Regions from separate parts of the Ovis aries genome. Here region 1 is linked to region 2. The links are chromatin contacts, called in public Hi-C maps. All regions are on one chromosome and are shown on one strand. The core of a region is the stretch at or near the end of the contact, and the rest is flanking DNA. Distances in the headings are between cores, read along the strand shown.

Region 1 (5,777 bases), core at 736-3,235, 180 kb after region 2:
GATGGTTTAAATGGACAGGATTTGGAGACACTAATTTCAAGACATTTTGCTAAGGTTCATCTTTACCATGAATACATGCATCTAAATAGAGATCAGATGCTAAAGTCCTCTTAGTTTCAGGCATACACACACTTCCATAATGTTGTTAATGACATACACAATAATGCTTCCCCTACCTATATCCTGGGGTTGCCATGTCAACCAAAGGCCTCTTCACCTTAACAAAAATACCTCACTCATCTAAAAGAGGCCTCCAGGGCTGCATTTCAGAGGCTTTCTATTAAAGAGCAAATAGGTCCTCAGAAAAGTAACCTATAAAGCTTTATCCTTTAGTCAGTCAATTCTCTATGAGAAGCTCTAGTGTTTCTTTTACTAAGACTCTCTGGGACCCCATGGAGGTAGCCTGCCTGTAGTCCTCTGTCCATGGGAATTTCCAGGCAAGAATACTGGAGTAGGTTGCCATTTCCTTCTCCAGGGGATCTTCCAGACTCAGGGACCGAATCAGAGTCTCCTGCATTGGAAGGCGATTTCTTTACCACTGAGCTACCTGGGAAGCCCCAGACTCTCCTTTGTGCTAGTAACTGAAAGTGAAGATTCAGAGAATGCAAGAAGCACAGAAAATCTGAACGGGAGGTGTGTGGGAAAGGAGGTGGGAAAAGTTCCTAAATTGAGGCAGTCTTTACTTTCTATAGATCATCAGAAGTTCTGACTGGTCTTTAGCCACTAGGGACTCAACACACCAGAGTTACAAGGCAAACCGAAAATTAAGAGGCACACACACACACACAAAAAAACCTTGAAAAGAGATAAAATCCACTGGTGCCATGCTCTCTTCATCTTACTAAATTGCAAAGCTACAAATCTATAAAGTGCCAATGCAATGATTTATTGCAGTGATGAGTAGCTGATGTACCTAAGAACTTAATCATTTCTTTTAATATCACTAAAGAAACTAGCTTCATTTTTATCCTTCAGATAAACTCCTGAGTCCTTCCTCAAGGGCTTTTTTTTTTCAAGCGTTTAAACTAGGCAGAATAAAGTTACAAAAATGACAACAGTCCCCAACACTGTTCCAGGAGCGTTATACAAAAAGATGCCGAAAAACGTTCCTCAGGATACACTCCGAGGTCCAGCAGAGACTGCTCGCTTCTCTGCAGCCTTGGAAGTAAATAAGTGAAGAACACCTCCGAACAAACTTTGCTGGCCACCAGCAGGGGAGCTCTTCAGCTTCTGTCCCCAAACCCATTCAAACAAAAGAAGCTCCGCTTCCTCCAACCCAGCCCTGAGACCCCCCACCCCGCGGGGGCTCCCCTGGTCCCCGCGCCCTGTCCGCCCGCCGGCCGCACTCACTCCTCAGCGCCCCGATGAGCAGGGAGCCGTCCTTAATAAGCTCCTTGATGAACTTGTTGGTTCGCTCCAGCTCAATCTCGTGACACTGCAGGCGCTCCCTGAAATCAGGGCTGTCCAAGTAGGAGTCGCTGAACTCCAGGGTCGGCAGCCCCATGGCAGCAGCACGGCAGACGGCCGCCGGGAACAGGTCGGGGCCGGCGGTCAGGGCGGGCACAGCAGGCTAGCGCCGCCGGCCGCTGGGGTGCGCGATCGCGGGGAGCGAGGCGGGCCGCGCGGGCGAGCGCAAGGGGAGCGGGTCCCGCGCCTCCCGCGCCGGGCTCGGGGCTCAGGCTTCCTCGCCGGCGGGGAAGCGCGCGCACGCACGGGCGGCGGGTCCGCTCAGCTCGCGGTCCTCCGGGCGCATCGTCGCCGCGAGCGCTGAGGCGGCGGGGTCCCGGGCCGCGGCCGGCGCAGGGAGGTTCACGGCCGGCGCAGGGACGCTCACGGCCGGCGCAGGGACGCTCTCGGCCGGCGAGGAACGCGCTCGGGCGGCGAAGGAACGCTCCCGGCAACTCCGCCCGCTTGGCCCCCTCGACAGCGCTCTGCGCCGGGAGCCGCCAGCGCCCAGCCGCCGCTCCGGCCGGGCCGCCTAAACCCGCCCCCGCGCCGGACGCAGGCTCAGCGCGCCGGCCGCCGGGCCCGGCTCCGAGACCCTCCTCCTGCCGCCGCGCCCCCGGCCCGCGCCGCCCCGCCCTCTGCCCGCCCCGCCCGCTCTGCGCTCCCAGCTCCGCTCGCCGCCTGCTCTCGGGCGTGACTCCGGCTGCCTAGGGGCTCCGGGCTCCTGCTGACCCCGCGGTAACACTCCGGGGTCCTCCGGACCACAGAACGATCGCCCACTCCCAACACGCCTGCTTGCCCGTCCTTCACCACCCGCTCCCTCGAATTGAACCAGCATTAACTTTCCCTAAAGTTTAAAGCCAGGTTTTGAAGATGCTACTTAGATTTTACTTCTCGAGTTTGCACTGCAATGCATGTATATTCCAGGGTGAAATGTTTTCCTCTTTCCCATCGTTCACTGCCTTGATCTTAGAGAGTCAAGTTTTTTGTTTTTTGTTTGTTTTTAATACTCTAAATGAAAAGTTACAGAGGCCCAAAGGCTGTTTTATGGTTGTTGTTTTTCCTAGTTGCTGTGAAGGAGGGAGGATTTTAGGTCGTTTTTATTTCACAAACAAGCACCTCGGACTTAGGTGTTCCTCCTCTAGAAGAGGAACTATTTGCATCACAGTCCTATATCTTTTATGATCGCCTCACCTGGAGGGAATTGCCCTACAAGCATGGAGATTTTCAAACTGTGGAAGTTGGCTGAAGTTCCAATTGACTAGTTAATTCGTACCAAGAGGCAGTTACCTCTCCTCTGGTACAGGCTCACCTAATAAATTTCCGTTCTCTGAAAACCATGACAGCGAAAGAAACTACTGCTTTACATCTAGTCCTGCCATCATCTATAGGGTTTCTGAGCACTCAGTTATTTTTTATTAAGGATCTGCTTTTAATTTCTATGTTTTCATTGCTTTGTCCATTTGAACCATCTATTAAAAAAAAATCTTCTACATATCATGGGGAAAATTCCGTTAAGGTGCTTTACATTTTTCCCAATTAAGTTTCAGAATCTGTCAGGACTTTTAGTTTCATTTTTTTAAGTGCACATGAACATTAAAAATAGCATGGAAACTAAACCAAGACTGATAAGATGATGTAAACAGTGTATTTGATGGCTTTGATTTTAATTCTTCCTAGCCAAGGAAGTTGAACTTTAACTTTCCATCCATGTTTGCATCATTAGACGTCAAATATTGGCAGAATGGCCAGTCACGATTAGAGTCATTTTAACCTTTAGTAGCTGACCTGTCAGTTGAATACTTCTCTTCTGGGAAGGTGGGATGAGGTGGAGGACAACAATGTTATTTGTCAGTTAATGTTGTGATACAAGCTGCAGTGGGACTGGTTTTCTACTGAGGTGATTTTACATCTTTTCATCGCACAGCCTGAAAGAAAAAATTAGGCCAAACAAATAGTTCCCTTTCAACTTTTGCCATGTTGCTATTACAAGCAACTAAATCCAATGCCAACTGCTGAGATATGAAACAGGATAAAATATAATAATCTCTTCTTGTTTATCATTAAATGAAAGTCCTATGATTGATTCTTTCAAAATGCATCAACAGTCCTTGATATGTAACATTTCATAAGTTGGATGTCAATTTTCACCTTTTCTTTAAAAGTCTTATATGTCAGGACAGATTTAATCTAGATTCTAAGATATACATTACCATTTACCCATTCATGTATGTAATCTCATGCTTTATGCCTACTGTATACATTATTAGGATCTGGGCAGAGAAATGATTTATAAAAGACAAAGCAAAGCATTGTGCCTGACCTCAAACAGTTCTCAGAATAGAAAGCATGAGTACCTATTTATCACCAGGCAGAATATGCTGTGTTACGGAGCCTCACACAAACATTGGACCAATAATGCACTGATGCCATCAACATGTTTTCACTCAAGCCCATCATCAGTTCATTTATATAGAGTTTGGATTTTTCCTCCCACCCGCCATCATTTAACCTCCAAAGTTTGGTGTGTTTATAATGGACTTTTCCCCTGTAAGTATTTTCAGAGTTACTCATGACTTATTCCTGTGATTCATGCTTTAATTATACCTGCTAGTCAGGCTTTCTCATATGCCACATTAACCCAGACGCTTGAGAGACACCAGAAATGGTTTTGCTTTAAGGTGACTTACAGTCAGTTTTGAACTGACTGCAGTTGTTTTCATGTTTTATTTCCCTACCATAATGATAAAAACAGATTCTTTCTTAATTAAAAAAAAAAAAAGAGTGTCCATATCTGCAGGCTCTTTTGCATAGGAAATTTTAATGGACTGAAATGTAGCCTCTCCAAAATGTGGCCCTGTGAACTGCATGGTGAGTTTCACAAACCCTACTGGCTGACATACACATTGGCATGGTTACTGGCTCAGAGAAATGGCTGTTTGCTTAATCCTGAAATGGGGTATGTGGGCTTTGCTTCTTTGTTTATTTTAAAGAGAAAAATGATGAGGTAAGGATAGTAAACTAATATATATTTGTAAATCTACCTAAAACATTTTTGTTGACCTATATTATGTCAGGCAATTAAGCCTGGTGCTTAATTTGTACTTAGTAAGTGAAACTGTTGGGTTATTATTAATTGTAATTAGTTTTGTAGACGTAGGCCTCCTAGACTAAGATATTCTGAGGCTAAATTCATGGCTTAGTAAGAGATGACGAAATAGAAGGGGAATGCACCCAAGAAGACTAAATGCACCCTCAGCCCTCTCCGTGTTCCTGTTTGTATTCACATCTGGGTGTTATCCTTTCTCAAAGCATACTCCTTGGAAATGGGTTTATATCATTCTAGTTCAACTTTATATCAGGTCTAGAAAAACAACATTCACTCCAAATGTGCAAAATACATGATTCAATTTTTACCATTATTTTCTGTTGTGGTTTTATATATATATATACACACATGTATATATATATAAACATACACACATATATAAACATAAAATTCACCATTTTATTTACTTTAAGTGTACATTTCTGTGGCATTAAGTACATTCACATTGTTGTGCAACCATCACCAGCATCCAGCTCCTAAACATTTTCATCTTCTCCAGCTGAAACTTGTTATTCAACAACTTTCCATGCCCTACTTTCCCCAGCCCCTGGTCAACACCGTTTTACTTTCTGTCTCTATGAATTTGACTTCTAAGTACCTTATATAAGCAAAAATAACACAATATTGGTCTTTTGTGTCTGGCTTATTTAATTTAGATAATTTCACTGTTAATTAGAGAAGCAAGGAAGACAAGACTCAGTGGGGCTGTGGAAGCAGCAAAGTCAAGACCACCAACTAAGGAAGGAGGAATAACTGCAGATGGTAGAGTTTGTCTCACATAATAGTATGACTTCTAAAATTCCCTTCTAGAATTAAGATTTTATGATAATGACAGATTTCTAAAGAACAGGCTAGAGGAAAAGAACAGAATTCTAATATGAACTCACCATTATCATGAACTAACTACCTTTACCAGGGAAAAGATACAGGGAGAGAGACAGAAAGAGAGACATGGGAGTGGGGGGAGAAACTGACTACTACTTTAGGGAGATTTTTTGGTTTGGGTTTTTTGTTTATTTGTGTTTTGGGGTCTTTTCGTAAAGATTTCAATTTCCATTGAGTATTGCCCCCTTGTGGCAAACCATGATGTTTGCTGACAAAAATTAACAAAATCATAAAAAGAGCAAACGTTAAAGGGACAAAAATGTACTGTGCACCTCCGTGTATTGAGTTTGATAAGAAGAATGAATTTATGTATCGCAGAGTGCTTACGTGTGTCACC
Region 2 (5,767 bases), core at 631-3,130:
AACTAAATAATGCTTCCCATGATTCTGTCATTTTCCAATTGTAGGAAAATGAGATGACCTCTTGAAAAAAGTACCTAAAATCCTCTATTGTGAAAACATACAAAGTAGATCAATACTCAAAATCCTTCCCAAGACATTGAGAGCCAGCACAGATACCTCTGCCATCAGTCACCTACAGCCCTTTTTGTGAGCTCGGACAGGCATTCATCCAGATACACTGGGCAGGCATTTTACTACAGAAAGATGACTGGGAACAGTAGCAAAGTAGCTCACTTTTAATTCTCACCCTCTAAATCCTCTTTGCCCTAGTGAAACTCCAAATACATTGAAACACATACATATATATTTCTCCAGATGTTACAGAGGTATTAAATAACGGATTCTGCCTTTAAAGTTCACATAAGGAAAGACAGCGTCATGGACACTTTAGTGTAATTTGGAAAAATAGCAACAATAAAGGCCAACAGTTACCGAATGTTTGCTTTATGCTGGAAACCAGCATGACCTAATGTATTTAAAGGCAATGATTTTAAACAAAGAGATAGTTCTCAAGTGGTGAAAACTCAAACAATGAGGCTGAATGAGAAGATAGGCAGCACAAGTCTTAAGTACATGTATTTAAAATCAAGAACGGCTGATTTCAACACAGTTCCATAGCTTATGAATCGCTATTTAAACATTCTGATCACCAGCTGTATCACCTAACAACTTGATTTTAAGGATGAAGATAATGAATGTGAAACACTTAGTTCAGTGCCTTACATCCGGAAAGTACTCAAAACTTACAGCTTTTAATATCTCCAAATAAACATATATGACATATATCCATCTGTAATGATATACCTGATACACCTGCATATCCAATTCTTCTATACTACCCTTTTGGTTGAAGGATATCTATGTGCACATTATGAGAAGGTATTTTCCTTTGACAGTGACAAAAGACAGATGGCCTAGACACTCCCACATTCAATCACTAGGTGCTTATATATGTGCGGAGCACACTATTGAGCTACATGGGGAAGGGAAAAAAAACTAAGGCATGAAAGTTGATGCCTACTTGTGAAAAGGGGGAAAAAATATTCACTCAACAAGTATTTAATGTCATAAAGTCCTGCTAAAGTTTTCGGAAAATTTGAGACAAAACTGATCACAGTACACTGAGAATAGTTACATGATTAACTATGCAGAATTCATCCCAAACACATCAGAATTTTGACAACGGAAAAGATCCATGAGAACTAAATAAGTCAAGGTGGTATTTGGATAGTGAACAGGAAGTATTGGATAGAGGTAAACAGGAAGTGGATATGAACTGGATACACCAAAGAGAAAAAAATATCCTAGGAACAGGCATCACCATAAAAAAGGCAAGAGACAATTACGCAAATATGAGGCGGGGGTGGGGGGGTGGTGCGGGAGGGGTTCAGCACAGGGAAAAATAGAAGCATTTACTACACGCTCATTAACAGTCCATCCTGACTGTGAGTGCCAACCAAGTTACAGGCCTTCAGTTACCTTTTTAAAAATGGAAATGGCACAGTGCATACAAAGTATGTTGAAAAGTTTTGGCACACGGCAGGTTCCATGTGTTATTAGCTACTGACATTATCTAACTGGAGAAAAGTGTGTAATTACTATTAGGAAATTTAACTGCAATAAGGAAAGAATACCCATAATCTAAGCAAAGTTACCTGAATATGGAATCACTGCTGGTTTCTAAAGAGAAGATTAATGTAAAAACTTGTTCTAGGAAGTAATATGCAGGATACTTTGAGAATGAAGAGATAAGGACAAGATATGCCAGGTGAATGGCTGGGAGAAGAACACAAGTTTGAAGAGACAACTAGGTCAGAGGCCTGTGGTGTTGACAGACGGGTAGCATGGAACTGCAGAGGCGGAGGAATCAAAGGTGACACCAAGTTTTCAGCCTCAGGCACTGGAACTCCAGCATAGCTTTAAGAACTAGGGTAAATGAGGCAGGGAGCATGTCTGGTAGAGAAAGAGTAATGACAACGAATTTCACTTTGGACCTATTACTTTTGATACCATGAAAGATTCACGGAAATATCATAGCACAGTATCCCACTTCAAAACATGGAACTAGTCAATACGGATGAAATGTTTTTTAATTGGGAAAAGACCAGACAAAAGAGTGGATGGCGGATCCATATGCTAAGACGCTAGCACTCACATTCATACCCAATCGTTTAAATCTCTGCCACAACTATTCTCTGGCTGTTATGTAAATATGGCCTGGGAATGAAACAAAACGTGAGAATATAAACTTGAGCCAAATGTGATAATTAACAACCACCCAGTGGGGCAAGCATTACTTCCTATCTCTAGTTTGTCCATATTTCTTCATCTCTTTCTTTTGTTTTGGATTTGCTCAATTTTTTTCTTTCTTCCCCCTGCTCTCATTCTATTAATGTGAAACTTAGGGAATAAAAACATAAGTTCCAGAGGTACTAAACAGGAAAAAAAAAAAAAAAAAGAAGGGGAAGAAAAACATCCAATGGAGTGATAGAGATAACAAGAGATATGATTTGTTGAGTGTTTAATGCATGCCAAGTACTATGCTAAGCCCTTCACAATATCTAGATTAAAGTTGATTTCATATGAGTAATGAAGTTCAAAACCTAACAATCATCTGGAATATATTAAGAATGTGAATGCTGAAGTTAGACCCTGTTCCATTTCGGATCTCAGCACCTAACCTGCTAAGACTCAATGCCTTCATCTCTGTATCTCTTAAGAATTTCATAAAAATCAAAGGAAAAATACACATATTTTAAAAATCACAAGCATAGATTCGGCATATGGCAGGCTTTCAATAAATGTTTGTTTCATCACAGAATTCACAGTGTCAACTACTGAGTTCAGAGCCATCCTCAGCGGTCTGAGAATTTCCAAGATGATTTAAAAGGTAGTTATTCAAGAGGGAGAAATTGAAATCCAAATAAATTTAACAGAAACTTTTTCAGAGTACCTATCTGCAGTGGTAGATAACAGGAACCTACATTTTTCCATAAACCATAATAACATATGTGTGGCTTTACATCTGACATATGATGCTTCTCTTGTATGCAGTCAATGGGCTGCTGTTCACAATATGTGAATCTAAATTCAAGAGATCAAAATAGGAATGCCAACACTCAAAGGGCGCAAAGTGGATTTACAACCCAACTGTCTGCTCCTGACTCTCAGCTTTGAACACCCCCTACGGGACGAATGCCTTTTATCCCAACACACTGGTCGATCACATGGATGAAATTCTCCAATTCTGATGTAATCCACGTGTGAAGTAAAGAAGGTATTTAAAATTTAGGTAGGTTTAAAAGGGTTACTGTTACAACTGAAAAATAATGGAAAATAACATACAAAATGCTAAGAAACCATAATTAAAAATCTGAATCTGGGGTACAACACTGGTGACTTTATCAAGATTTAAAAAGCAATCTAGAGAAATGAAATTCTGGCTCACATGGAACTCTTTCTCCTCAAATTTACACAGGGGGCTTGATAAAACTCCTTCCAAAAGGTAATACTAGAGGATGGGGTGGGGGGTAGGGCATGGAACCAAGTCACAGAGTTCAGGAAATTCAAACTTCCATAATATTTCTGGAATGTGTTACTTTGTATGACCTCATTAAGAGGCTTTAGGAAAAATTCAAATGCAATTTTAATGCTCTCTCTAGATATTGATAAGATAAATTTTTGAAAAGTTCATATTTCAGTAATTAAGGGTTAACTATTTTATAATTTTTAACCATTATCTAAACCTTGGTTTTAAAAAACTTATTTTTGTAAGTACTGGTCCATTTTTAAATTCAAAAATAATCACAGCTTTTTCGCTTATTTTCTGTATCAGAGAAGCAAATCTAATATTGGGTAATAAGACATTACAATACTGCATTTACTGGGTAGACACACTTTGACCGTGGGCGTACTACATTAAACCAGGCAATTCAGCTTCCTGTTGCTTTTCTTTTGCTATTTCAAGTGATTCTAATAAACAGCCACAAGGGAGTGCTCATAAATCACTCAAAAGTAATGGCTAGAAAATGTTTTTATGTGGTTAGAAGAATCATTATCCAAACATGTTTGGGTTGTTTTTTTTTTTTGTCTCCAAGTACACATGAATTATAATTTTCTACAGACCATGAATTTTTAAGAGCTATCCTATAGGAATTTTCAATGCTTGTTTTCCACTGCAGAGACTCTTACCATAACTTGTCTGTCTAAGGAAGTGAATAGTGATGGAATAAAATAAATCTGAAAAGTAATTCTTCTTACACTTTTACTTTCTCTTCCCCTTCGAGGTCTTGGTTAAACTTGACTGTTGTTGGTACCAGTCACAGCTCATCACAAATCAAAGATTACCGTATCCCACCAGGATGTAAGAGAAGATAATTCTCTACCTCTACAAGCTCTAAAAGACTGCAGAGCTTTGAAGAGATTGGGGCTTCCCTGGTAGCTCAGATGGTAAAGAATCTGCCTGCCATGCAGGGGACCTGGGTTCAGTCCCTGGGTTAGGAAGATCCCCTGAAGAAGGAACTGGCAATCCACTTCAGTATACTTATCTAGAGAATTCCATGGACAGAGGAGCCTGGCAGGCTATGGTCCATGGAGTCTCAAAGAGTGGGACATGACTGAACAACTAATGCTTTTGAAGAGATTTAATGATTTTCTGCTATCAACTGTTTGAGAAGGCTACAAAGAACAAGCTATCTATAGAAATAAAGCATGGATGATGTAGCTCACTGCAAAAACAACTTCGTGTTGAGATGGCTATTATAATCAAATCCACACAAAGTGAAAATATTACAAAGGTACGTATATTGAGTAGACTGAACACAATCAATGTGGAAGACACCTATAAACAGGCTGAGATAAGACTGGCTCATTGTCTCACTGGTATTTACTACTGGAGAAGTCAGATCAGAGTCCTTGGGATTACAAGCAAGTATCTCTTCGCTGCCTGTCCCAACCCCTTATCCTATTCCCGCCCACCCTTTTGGACAAAGCTATGGCAGGTGGTCTTGGGATAGTCTGAGTTTCACTCCTAGATACTGGTAAAGTTAGCTCTCCACAACCTCACAAGAGGCATTTCTCTAAGTCAGTAAACCCACAGTTTTTCTAATTGTTATGCGCATTCATGCTCAGACAAGCTGTGTGACCCCATGGGCTGTAGCCCACCAGACTTCTCTGTCCACAGGATTTTTCTGAGCAAGCATACTGGAGCGGGTTGCCATTTCCTTCTCCAGGGGATCTTCCAGACCCAGGGATCAAACCCACATCTCCTGCATCTCCTGCATTGGCAGGCAGGTTCTTTACCAAGTAAGTTAGAACTCAAAACCCAAATCTCACAGAAAGAGTGGAGGACAGACATATGAACAAGACCTTCATACAATAAGTAATATGAAGTAAAAACTAAATGCATTTTACTTTCTATCCTTTAATGTGAATAGCAACGTACTCTGAAAAATCATGCCTTCATCTTTTAAAAACATGTAAGGTTTTCTGGCCACTGCAATAATCCATTAAATTTCTACTTAAATGTCACTTATTACTTCAATATTGGATGTTTTGATTTTACTTATTAAGTCAGTGTTCTATGATAAATCCCTACTTCATTGGATTTCATCTATTTAGATCCAACTCACTTATATTTAATATTAGTTTCATCTTTACTTCTACTAGTATAATACTTATAGGAATATATTTAGAAAAAGAAATTAAAGTTTTTGGAGAATGATGCTAT

What was found. A called contact is a pair of places that touch in the nucleus more often than the background predicts.
Region 1: a contact with region 2 is called in a Hi-C map of liver, with 6 times the contacts expected there. The contact joins the promoter of ARHGAP42 here to the enhancer-like site in region 2. A contact is called at or near these places in 4 of 16 Hi-C or Micro-C datasets (hypothalamus, liver, mixed tissues and 1 more).

Annotation. Positions count from the first base shown.
Region 1 is chr15:8,007,584-8,013,360 of ARS-UI_Ramb_v3.0, forward strand. ARHGAP42 (Rho GTPase activating protein 42) reads right to left here and starts at 1,986. Exons shown (of 24, transcript XM_004015979.6): 1 at 1,351-1,986. The coding sequence starts at 1,504.
Region 2 is chr15:7,823,286-7,829,052 of ARS-UI_Ramb_v3.0, forward strand. All of the region lies in intron 3 of ARHGAP42 (Rho GTPase activating protein 42), which reads right to left. Among named protein-coding and RNA genes, the nearest start is that of ARHGAP42, 180 kb to the right of the region's middle. Within about 2 kb of position 1,881, at least 3 of the 54 cell types and tissues checked have an H3K27ac peak or open chromatin away from gene starts, as enhancers often do. A contact at or near this core is called in liver, where this site is marked.